Regions from separate parts of the Danio rerio genome. Here regions 1 and 3 are each linked to region 2. The links are chromatin contacts, called in public HiCAR-type maps. All regions are on one chromosome and are shown on one strand. Each heading gives the region's core, a stretch centred on a gene start, on an enhancer-like site or on the middle of the called end of the contact. The rest is flanking DNA. Distances are from core to core; before and after follow the strand shown.

Region 1 (4,280 bases), core at 783-3,282, 230 kb after region 2:
AATCGCCACAAACCAATAGTAGCTCAATAGTATTTAAGTGGTAAAATTAAGTTAAAAACTCCCCCAAAAGTTCACATTGGTCAGCTGTTTTGTACCGTCTTAACCAGAGATGCAAAAATTAGGGTCTGTGGGCCAAAATTGGCCCATGGTAACCTTTGATTTGGCCCATCATCAGATCAAACAGAGTGACGGTGAGGGTTGGGACAGGTGCCTCTGAGGAAACCCACGCAAACATGGGGAGAACAAGCAAACTCCACACAGAAATGCCAGCTGACCCAGCTGGGGCTCAAACCAGTGACCTTCAAGGGGTGAAGTTCCGGGAGTTTTCTGGGAGACAGACCAAACCAGGAGATGGGTCTGAAATACGGGAGACTCCCGGGAAAAACGGGAGTGTTGGCAAGGGTGTGCTTGAAAAGGGGAGTTTCATTAAATGAACTACAGCTGAAAAAAAAAACTTCTGCATTTCATGGTAGAAACAGCCATGTGTGTGTTGTCACAAAATCTTGTCACAAAATGCAGCGAAAATGTCTATGCGACGAAAGTCCTACACGACGGTAATAGTTTGATGAAGGTGTTTACATTCACAAAGCAGCATTTACAGTGGATCTTTCAGTCCACAATATTCTAGTGATATCAACGTACTGTAAACTCAGTAGCTAAATCATTTTGACTTAGGTATATCTTTAAAAACTGTAAGAGTACAGCTGACGACACTAACTACCTTTGCCATCTGAATAAACATAAACAAAGCACATTAATCGCACACTTACCAAATTTGTAGAGACAGGGCAATCAACACAAACTGGAGCTGCATCTTTTTTTAAAAGGAGTAAAGGAGAATTCACCATTTCCATATTCAAAAAGCTCTCGGGTAAAAAAATTTCCTTACAAACATATTTTTGTCGCTTGTTAGCAGACCACTGTAATCCACGCGTGAGTCTAGCTGTGCTCTCATTGTGGGGAAATGGAATCAAAACCTTTGTTGCGGCACATTTATAAATGCAACACTGACGCCCCATGTCTCTGAAAAATTCTTCTTCTTCCACTTGTTTTAATTACGTTTTGCAACACAACATGGCGTCTCTCTCTGCCGAACAGTCTTCAAAGCTATATCATGCATATTTATTAAGTTGCACCTCATTCACAATAAAGCGTGCTGATTGGTTCAAAACAAGTCTTTCTCATGAATTAATACTGAAAGCTCAAAAGACGCCATGTTGTACTCGCCAGTACAGACATTCAGTCTCCAAGCTGGAATTTAGAGAAGGATCTCATGGCCGTGACGTAGCTTCAAAATATCTTTTTTAAACCGGAAGAACGAATTTGCTCGAAATAACGCAAAAACAACCAATTTTCACTTTTTAGTAAAATATAAATGTGTCCTAATATTGTTAATTTTTGGGGTGAACTATCCATTTAAGCACAAACACGAGGAGAGTTAAAGCGAGAGAGAAATCCCACAGAAATCAATTACAATACGCTTGTCCTGTCGACAGTCACTCCTGTGTGTGAACGCAGCGACTCCACTTCGTTTATTTGTTCAAATCAAAGCGAGGCTTCAGTCGGCAGACCTGATTAAGATGTTGATTTTACCGGCTGCTAAATAAGTGCAGGAAGTTGAAAAGGTCTACAGCAGCGTTTTCTGCTGACTGGCCGTTTTCACATAGCCTCTCATTCACATCTACATCTTTTCATTTCCAGTCACAAGCCTTTCATATCTCACATATATTACATCTACTGTCTCTCAATCGTCCAGACTGAGCGTGAGGGAGACGCCAGGATCTCGTTTCTTTCCCAAATATGCGTGAGTACAGTAAACTTTGAGGTCCTGCGTTTCAATAATTACTCTTTATTCATTATTTTTCAGTTCTGGTCTGGACCACAAACGGCTCAGCAGGTAATATCCTGGCTGTTTCGTGTTAACGTGGCAGAGAAGAAAAAATATGACAGTGCCTTATACATTCTGGCAAAGGAAGCAGAGGATATCAAGTACTAAAGTTCAGCATACTGGGGGAAAATCCCTCTTTCAAAGAAACAGACTATTAGTGTAGTAGGTATTTGCTGCCACCTATTGGAACACTTTAGATACTGAAGTTCAAGGGTATTTTGTTAAGTTATTTGATTACTTGCAATAAAGCATGTTATATAAGCAATAAAAACTTATATTTGGTGATTTGTTTGTTAGTTTATCTTTATATTATGCATATTATACATAATAAACTATAAGTTATTAAAACTAAGTCTGTAGTTTTGTTTAAATATCAAAATAATTAAAATCATAAAATTATTTGTTTAGAAATTTACATACATTTTTATTCTATTTACTTTTTAAAATAAAAATTGTATGCAAAAATCATAAATTAATGTGTAACATTAATAATTATCACGTTTTTAACTTAAATATTAATATATTTATAATTATATAATTGATGAATGATGATATACTGAAATATTTAAATAATAAAAAAGTAATATATAAACTGCATCTACATTATTAAATATATAGACAAACGTGGGGACCAATTAAATGCGATTAAGCTGCAGTACTCAACAATCAAACAATAAACAGTATTCAAATAGCAATTACTTAACTAAAATAAGTTAGAATGGAGCTGGAGTATTACACATGTTAATGTAGCTTAAAGTGATTTACTAAGATCTTTAACTTAAACATCTAGGCAGCTCTCACAAGCATTCAGAAAAAGAAAATAAAGCTGCTATAATGGCCTAGCCAATCACCTGACCTAAACCCAATAAAAAAATATGAGATAAAAATTAATGTATAACTGTATTAATCATGTATTAATGTATTTATCATAAATAAATAACATTAATGTTATACATTAACTTATGATTATTACGTTATTATTCCTACTTAAATATTTATATATTTAGAATAAAATAGATAAATGAATTATAATATACTTAAGTATTTTAATAAAAAGTAAAACATTATATAAACTGTATCTATATTATTAACTATAAAGACAAACTTAACAACTAATTAAATATGATTAAGCTGCAGTACTCAAACAATAAACAGTATTTAAATAGTATTTGGTTAACTATTATAAGCTAGAATGGAGCTCGAGTATTTCAGATTTTAATTTATCCTGATGTAAATTAATAAGATCTTTAACTAAGAAACACAAGCAAGGAAACTCCCAAATGCTTTCAGAAAAAGAAAATAAAGCTGCTATGATGGCCTAGACAATAACACGACCTGAACACAATTGAGAATAAGAACTAAAGATCAGAATTTAGCTACCCAAATAACCATCAAGATTTTTAAGACTATTTTAGGGCAGGAAAATCACACCAGAGTATAATGCAAGCAATTGTTTTGCAATACAAGAGGCATTTTGAAGCTGTCATTAGCAAAAAAAACCTTTATATTATATAGTAAATACATTTCAGCAAGGCGACACAGTGGTTCAAGTCCCGGCTGGGTCAGTTGACATTTCTGTATGAAGTTTACATATTCTCCCTGTGTTCACGTGGGTTTCCACAGTCTAAAGACATGCAGTACAGGTGAATTTAATAAACTAAATTGACCATAGTGTATGTGTGTGAATAAGTGTGTATGAATGTTTCCCAGTACTGGGTTGCAGCTGGAAGGGCATCCGCTGTGTAAAACATATGCTGGATAAGTTGACGGTTCATTCCGCTGTTGTGACCCCTGATAAATAAAAGGAATAAGCCAAAGGAAAATTAATAAATGAACAATTCAGTAGTTCAGTACCTTCTCCTTGTGTAATTTCATTATAACAAACGAATAATCTTTTGGTTTTGATTTATTTGTATACTTGAATTGTTTGCATTTTTACCAAAATCTAGATCAACTTCATGTCAGCAGCTTATTTAAAAATATATTTACCAGGAAAAATATTGACGTGTTCAGAGACTCATTTTAGCCTTATTTTATATCCAATATCACTCAAAGGTTTATGACTACAATCTTTTATCCACTAGATGGCAGCATATCCACAGAAATGTAGCATATTTTCATATTCCATTGTGTAAAGTAAATTATTATGTGCCGAACTGTAAGATACGGAGTAAACATGATTTCACAATGTTAAGTCCTCTTTACATCATAAACTGAGAGATGGGAAGTCAAACTAGATCAGGGGCTTTACTAGAAGAGATGAAGTCCCATGTAAATTCCAATGTGTGATTTGAACCACGATCTTCACGTTCATAATGCAAACCATTAACCATGAAGAAAAACTCATACCAAACTCAGAGCTTTTACTGTTAAGCATCTGACCAAGGAAATT
Region 2 (3,791 bases), core at 1,147-3,646:
GTAGCTCATTCCCTTTAAAAAAAAGCCAATAGCATTTTGTTTTATCACAGCTCTGCCAGTAAGAGTGGTTGAGATCATGCACAACAAATGAAAAGCTAATTTAAAGAGGGCAGGGTAGGTCAGATTGTAGAGAGCATTTGATCGGTTATGATTTGATGAAAAACTGTATTATGAGGTGACGTGAGTAAAACCATTGATCTATTTATGCTGAAGTGAGAAATTAGAAGCTTAACATGTTGATTTCAGTTTTATATCTTCTAAATACAAATTTCAGGCACACTAGTTAACAGATATCTTAAAAACTAGCAAGACTTATAAATAACATCTAAAAACTTTATTTTAATTTCATAGGACATTTAGATGGTCAACATTTTTTATGCATGCACATATATATTCTTGAATGATTCAGGATTGATGAATCAAGGAGAGATATTCACAAGACCAAATCAGGGATTGAATGTGGACAGCTTCACATTTCTTTCAAAGGTTTATGTTTTGATCTGTCTACACTGAAATGCATCCCCAGAATTTTCCAACAAAGCACAGGATCTGTAGTATTTCCAAATGTCTTCTTGAGGGTTAGAAACAGCAGGGTAGTGTGAACATCAGATTTTTTAGAAAACAAAAACGCAGCAGTGTAATCTTAGCTTAGGGTAAATCATTAAACTGTCCTCTTTCACTGTAAAAAATGATGGGTTCCACACAACCCCTTCTTGTCGTCCCAATGCAAATCAATTGTTAATTTGATGTTTTTTTTCCCACAAATTTAGGTTTACTACACATAAAACAATTAAGTTGTCCCCATAATAACCTTTGAGAATTGTGTTGTTTCAGTTTATTTTAATTTGATAGTTTGAACAAGCAGCAAAAACCTATATTTAAGTGTAGCATGTGTTTTTTATTAAACTAATGACATCATAATTGAGTAATGTACAATGTTTAGTTTGCTAGCACACATTGCTATACTTTAGATGAACAATTAATCTATGCAAGTTAATCCTTAAAATTCTTTACTTTGTTTTAGTAATCTTCAATCAAAGTCTGACCATTTGCTTCCACGTTTGGAGGGGCGGTCCTTCTTTTTTGATGTCAGATTGACAGCTTAATTCACAATATTATCAACCAATATTACCATCCTACTGTTATTTTGCTATGAAGGAATGAAGCACAAAAAGCCCCACCCCCTGCTCAGTGCTCAATTGTCCTGTTCTGAGATATTCGTGTTTTGTATTGCGGTATTTATTTTAACTGATCCGGCATTAACTTTTGCATGGGGAATACCTGCATGTGTGTGTGGGAGAGAGAGAATGTGAAAAACAGCGAGCAAAGCTGTGTGGATTGTGTGCATGTGAACACACATTACGGTAGTCACTTTCGACCAATAAGCTTTCTTATGTTTATAATCACTCACATTGGTCGATGATTATTGTTTCGCACACAGTGAGCAGTGAAAATCAATAATCTTTGTATTTTCAAAACCATGAGTGAATCTGAAAATGAGCCTGATCAAAAGAGTTCTCGAGAAGATGAAATTGCACGAATAGATCAGGATAGAGGGAGACAGAAGTAAAGCGATCTCAAGTCAGCCAGAAAACATGACGGGAGAGGTAACTGTGGGCTCGTCTTGAGGATTGGACTGAGTGAGGCATTTTCATTGCCAATGGTGTTAGTAAACTGGATATTGATGTTTCATAAGATTTATGTTTGTAGCTACATGTTTGTTTGTTGTTTACCCATTGTTGACCCAAAGCGTTATACTGCACAAAATAATTAGAGAAATTATCTAAATAAAGAAATTAGATTTTTTTTTTTGATTAACCGCTTAATAACGTCATGTTTTAGGAAATCTGAAATTGTGTGGTGGATGTTCGTCACGGTGAGTTTTATTTCCTGGTTTTGCTCTGGAAGTTATCCATTCAAAAATTCAGCCCTACTCAATATTCCATTTCATTTTCCAGTTAGAAGTACATCAACATACTGAAATAAAAGTCACAGCAACTTCCGGTTCACACTGGTTTAAAACTCCAATATAGTCTGAGCTGAATAAAGTGAATCAACCCAAAGAACTCCTAAATGTAGTCCCAATTTAGGTATCCCAGTGTGTTCCCAGGTCTGCATGAGATTTTTCGCATTCCCATTACCAATTATTTATATAAACTGCAACCGCTTTTGAACTTTACTGCAAGCATGAAAACACCCCAATACCACTACAAGATATTAAAGGTTCAATGGTAGCCCCCCATTCAGCCCTCCCTGCAAGCAAGGGGCATTACAAATGAAATAGCCCTCCATCATGATTACCCTACCACACATGAATTCACAGCATAGCCCTGCACTTGAATCAGCCAGCAATAATCTGATCCTTTTGGGAAATTCTAGTGTCGGGTGTAATTTACGATCCGTATCTTTTAAGTTCCTCCTGCCCTGCTGCTGGCGTCGAACCCCGGGAGCCACCGAGTGTGTGTGTTTGCAACATGTGTCGCTTGCTATCTTGCTCACGGAGGCACACAAAGGTAAAGGGAAGCTTAACGTCCTGGGAAAATCTCAAACAGAGTGAAATTACCTTGATCCAAAGATTCCTGCCGCATACCAGCTCGATGAACCCATAACACACCACAGCGGAACAGCTGAGTGAGATAAAGGGCAGGACAGAGCATGATAGAGTGGAATAAAAGAAGGAAATATTGAAATAAATGCACAGCTGGCTTTAAAAAGGTATTTAGGTATTATAAAACTTCTTCTAGACAAGATCCCCCAATAGTGGAGCTATGAAGAGAATTAATCAATGTGCTGATCCAGCCAAAGCTCCACACAGGACTGTCCCATGATTCTGTTTGGGTTTATTTAACAAGGGTGGAGGTTGTTTTGGCTGTGATGCCATTGTGTGAACTTATTTCTGGAGGGGAAGTTTCATGGATTTGTGCAATTGCAGCTTTTTAATGTCAGACACAACAGTTCGCAATGCTGTCAGATATTGCATTCTTTCAGCTGGGCGAGTCTGCATTTCAATACTGCGCTCTGTAAACTTGGGCTTAATGATACTGGTTGTTCACACCTTGTTAACCCACAGTGAACTTAAGTTCTCGTCACACTTCTGAGGTAAACAGAAGACTTTATGACAGGTACTTTGCCTCCACTCCCTAAAAGTAAGATAAATCTGGATTGTTAAGATGTAGAAATTAAATTGATTTTAATTTATTAGGTACACCTATCTAAATGCTCGTTAACTCACATTTCTAAGCAGCCAATCAAATGGAAGCAACTCAATGCATTTAGGGATGTAGACATGGGCTGTTTTTTCAATATGCGTTCTTCAGCGGTCTTGCGTCCTCGTGTTCTCGTGTAACGTCATCATCAGCTGCCAAAGTTCAGTTCCAATACTCAAGACCGCAAGAACAGAGGACACGTGAAACTTCCCGGATGTGTTCTTGATATCGAGGATGCACCGATGCAGACTTGAGCACCGAACTCGCTCTGGAAGTCCCATGAACATCTTAATAAAGGAATGAACACATTAAGGGTGTTTATTTGCTGAAATTTGTTTTAAAATCTGTTTTATTTATATTGTGCAATGTATATTTAAAATGTTTATGCAGAGTATATATTTTGAAAAAGGGAAAACAATACATTGTTGTATGAATGCTGTAATGTTTAAATAATTTATCATTTAAAACGCGTGAAGATCATGTGACGCAGAGAACGCAGAATCTCATTTCTCAGAGGACGCATTGGCAAGACTGGTCTCCACAAGAACGCAAGTCTGTTCTCTGCGTTTTTGGAATTTTGAAAGA
Region 3 (3,870 bases), core at 1,359-3,858, 190 kb after region 2:
TTATGAACAATACTAGTACAGCATTTATTAAACATAGTTCAACAACTTGTTAACATTAATTAATGCACCGAGTTAACAAACTAACAAAGAACAACTATCTTTATTAACTAATGTTAACAAATACTGTAATAAATGTATTGTTCATAATTTGTTCATGCTAGTAAATGCATTAAGTAACATCAACTAATTCAACTTTATTGTAAAATGTTACCAAAAAAAAAAAAGTAGGACGGTGCATGTTTTCTTCAATTGGGAACTGATTGGATTGTTGGAAGATGGTAATTGCAAACAAGGAAGGAAGATTGACACAAGGACAGCCTGATAGCCCCTCCCTAAAGGCATCCCATGTGACCAGAAGTGAGGAAAAGACGCTTCAAGGAGTAGATAATAGGTGCGTTTGATCGCAGATCGATCGAAATCTGTCTTAAATCGGTGCATGCTGGTTAGAAATCTTGTCCGGATTGATGCTGCGCCGACGCCACGTGACTGTCACATGTGGCATCAAAGTACCACGACAGCGCTCCGAGATCAGACGGCAGACTCAGACCGTGCAGCTTCTGAAGAGCGACTGCAGGAGCTCTGATGAGGACACTGATATTACACGATTGGCCGAGTTCACCACATGATAACAAACAAGTGTATTTCGGGTTTATAATTGGACAAATAACGATTCAAAAGTTTCAAAACAAACAATTCACTTTTCACACCCTCTCTATCTTGCACACATCTAGCTTAATAAAAGACTACAAATATTTTACTGCAGTAATAATAGTATAATCTGGTTATAAAGGTTAGCTTGTTTGCACAGGTTTTTTTTTTTTCCTTTTTTTATACAGACTATTTACTGCATTCATCTCCATGAATGACTTAAATTATATATTTTAGTGTATATTTTTCGTGAATAACCTAAATATGAACTTAAATAAGTCTTACAGACTTGAAATAAAATAATCATCATCATTGATCCTGCCACCCTAAAGCTCTCTTAACAAATTAAGTTAAAGAACTATTTTATTAAATAATTATAAAATGGTTTTATTATTATAAAATAAATATGCATTTTATTTTATTTTATATATTTTATATATTTAATTATTCATAATTCTCCCTTATTTTTTAAAAAGGAACTATAGTTTGTAAAGACTGTATTCTGTTTTATTTGTACATGTTTTAAACAAATAAAGAAAATTATGATGACGCCATGTGATCGGTCATCATGACTGCAGCAACTTTGAGTCCCGAAGTGTCCAGCTGTCCGTCTTGACGACTCCGTTTTCAACTCCGCCCCCGCCTGCGCTTGGCTAATCTCGTTGATCACCAGCTGCAGCTGAACTTCATGTCGAACGCACGTATAGTTATGGTGTTTGATAAAAGATTCATTCATCCATTTTCTTGTCGGCTTAGTCCCTTTATTAATCTGGGGTCACCACAGCGGAATGAACCACCAACTTATTTAGCAAGTTTTTTACGCAGCAGATGCCCTTCCAGCCACAACCCATCTCTGGGAAACAACCACACACACACACATTCACACACTACGGACAATTTAGCCTACCGAATTCACCTGTAACGCATGTCTTTGGACTGTGGGGGAAACCGGAGCACCCGGAGGAAACCCACATGAAGGCAGGGAGAACATGCAAACTCCACACAGAAACGCCAACTGAGCAGAGGTTCGAACCAGCAACCCAGCGACCTTCTTACTGTGAGGCGACAGCACTACCTACTGCGCCACTGCCTCGCCTTGATAAAAGATTATGAGGGCAAATTCATTTTTACAAAATAATAATGTACATCATGTATAACAAGCACTACTATTTACATATAAAGATAGGAAAAGCAAGTTTAAAGTTTATCATGACTTTAACCCTTATTAAACACACCCTGAATTAAACTAAATGAGTCCTTCAGGCTTGTTTGAAACCTACAGGTGTTGGTACTAAGCTCTGCAGGGCTTTGGCCTTCGAGGAACTAAATTTGACACAGCTGCCTTAAATTGAAGAGTGACAATGACATACAAGATGACTATAGAAAACATTCTTAATAAAATTAGAGGTCATTTTCATGTCATTCAGAAATACTGCTAGATTTAGTCACTGAAGGGGGTTCTGCAACACGTGAGCCAAAAAGCCACCAGAGTGCCCTCTTGTGCATTGTTCTGTAAATACATAATGAATGCACTAAAAAAAATAACATCTCCAGTACCCGTCCAGCAGAGCACCCCTTCAGCACACCACACATCTAACTATGCCATTTACTGGAAAAGCAGCCACTGGAATAAGAACAATCTGGAGCTTGAGAGACGTCCGCCTCGGTATATCCCACCATTCCAACAGCTGACAGCTTTATGGTTCACAACGCAAAGCAAGGAGAACGAAGCAGCTCTCCAAAACAGCTTAAAGTATGTTTTACATGCCACAGCTAGCATACAATAAAATTCCCTTATGGAGACAAACATGTGTTTCAGACCTCGTTCCAAAACAAAGAAAGAAAGAAAGAAAGAACTTTTTTTATCTTAAGTGGAGTTTAGGAAGTTCAACTGGCCCGTTCAGAGGAGAGAATGCGTCAAGACAACAGCTGGCCTGCTGATGGGGCCTTCTGTTCCCCGATTCTGAGAAAGCTAGTAAGGACAAGATAGCTATGTCTGGCCAGAGGGAAATGACTGCAGGAAGAGATGAGACAGGGAAAAAGCAGGGGAGGAAAGAAAGCATCTGGGAAGCTGATCTACTGTAGTCTGCTTTGACAGCACACTGCAGTAGCCATGCTCGCTGGATGGAGGCTAGGCCTTGCACAAGGACAGAACGGGGAAATGTGCAGGAGCCCGTGTGCACACACAGGAAACCCCAAATGAAGTCAAAATTTATAATAGTGGGATTATATAACAGGAAGCCATATCTCCATCTGCTCCAGAGCCAAGCCCTGGGAGAAAGGGGGAAATTACAGAATAATGCACTTCAGACGCTAATTCAATGCATTTGGCTCTACGGTTCGGTGACACCCAATTAGATGGCAGTGAATGGAGCGCAGATAGCAGGCTTTTGTAGACTGCGGCAACTTTATCACCTGAAAAAATCTATCAAAAACCCGGTCCCCAAGGAGATATACGGAAATGTACAACTTTAATAACAGGACTTTCTGTAGTAATTGCAAATGTTATGGACTAATGAAAAATGCTAAGTCTTTGCCAAATACTTTCCCAGTGTTTGTTAATCCACCTATACGTCCTATATGCTCATAGGGTTACATTCTTAAGCCCAATTTATATTTCTGCATTAAGCAATCGGCGTACACCATGCCACATACAATGCATAAAGCTGACGACATTGGGAACATTAATAGTTCTGCAGTCTGTGCTGCTTCAGCAATAACACTGCCAAAATGCTAGTAGTGTGAGGCTCCCATGTTAAACTCTTCTGTGTTTCTTTGGGTATTGGGTTTATGCTGAAATGTGTGTGATGCTACTCATTCAGGGGATAAAGAAGTGGGAATTGGCCCACCCTCACGACATGTAGTTACATTTTTATGATGCAGACCCTGATGTGCACCTCTCAAACCAATTCGAGTGATGATGAGCATGGGGTCGAGAGCAGTGGGAGTGGTCGCTGGTATGGCAAAGGGTGTGCGACCATGTAAGACTACAACGGACTTGCACGGTAAAAGTGATTCGGTGATTAGTTTGTGAGCAAAATTCTTACAATTATTTAGCAAATAAACTGTGTGCATAATTCTCACTCACTTTCCTTATTCCTTTATTTTAGTTTAACAGTGGTCGCTAGAGCAAATGAACTAGTTTCATTTAAGACAATGGGTTTACTCTCATCTTTAAAGTAAAGTCACTTCCTTTTTTAATTACTTTATTTTAGGGTATAT

What was found. HiCAR-type assays count read pairs that join an accessible place to other places.
Region 1: a HiCAR-type map of caudal fin shows a contact between it and region 2, with 6 times the contacts expected there. The contact joins two enhancer-like sites. A contact is called at or near these places in 2 of 18 Hi-C or Micro-C datasets (hematopoietic stem cells and an unstated tissue) and 2 of 4 datasets of contacts at active chromatin or transcription factors (caudal fin and embryo).
Region 3: a HiCAR-type map of caudal fin shows a contact between it and region 2, with 5 times the contacts expected there. The contact joins two enhancer-like sites.

Annotation. Positions count from the first base shown.
Region 1 is chr25:18,167,414-18,171,693 of GRCz12tu, forward strand. It overlaps a transcript of ccnd2a not described here. Among named protein-coding and RNA genes, the nearest start is that of kdm7ab, 18 kb to the right of the region's middle. Within about 2 kb of position 2,033, at least 11 of the 62 cell types and tissues checked have an H3K27ac peak or open chromatin away from gene starts, as enhancers often do. A contact at or near this core is called in caudal fin, where this site is marked.
Region 2 is chr25:17,934,880-17,938,670 of GRCz12tu, forward strand. It overlaps a transcript of ccnd2a not described here. Among named protein-coding and RNA genes, the nearest start is that of ccnd2a, 14 kb to the left of the region's middle. Within about 2 kb of position 2,397, at least 3 of the 62 cell types and tissues checked have an H3K27ac peak or open chromatin away from gene starts, as enhancers often do. A contact at or near this core is called in caudal fin, where this site is marked.
Region 3 is chr25:18,122,818-18,126,687 of GRCz12tu, forward strand. It overlaps a transcript of ccnd2a not described here. Among named protein-coding and RNA genes, the nearest start is that of kdm7ab, 63 kb to the right of the region's middle. Within about 2 kb of position 2,609, at least 10 of the 62 cell types and tissues checked have an H3K27ac peak or open chromatin away from gene starts, as enhancers often do. A contact at or near this core is called in caudal fin, where this site is marked.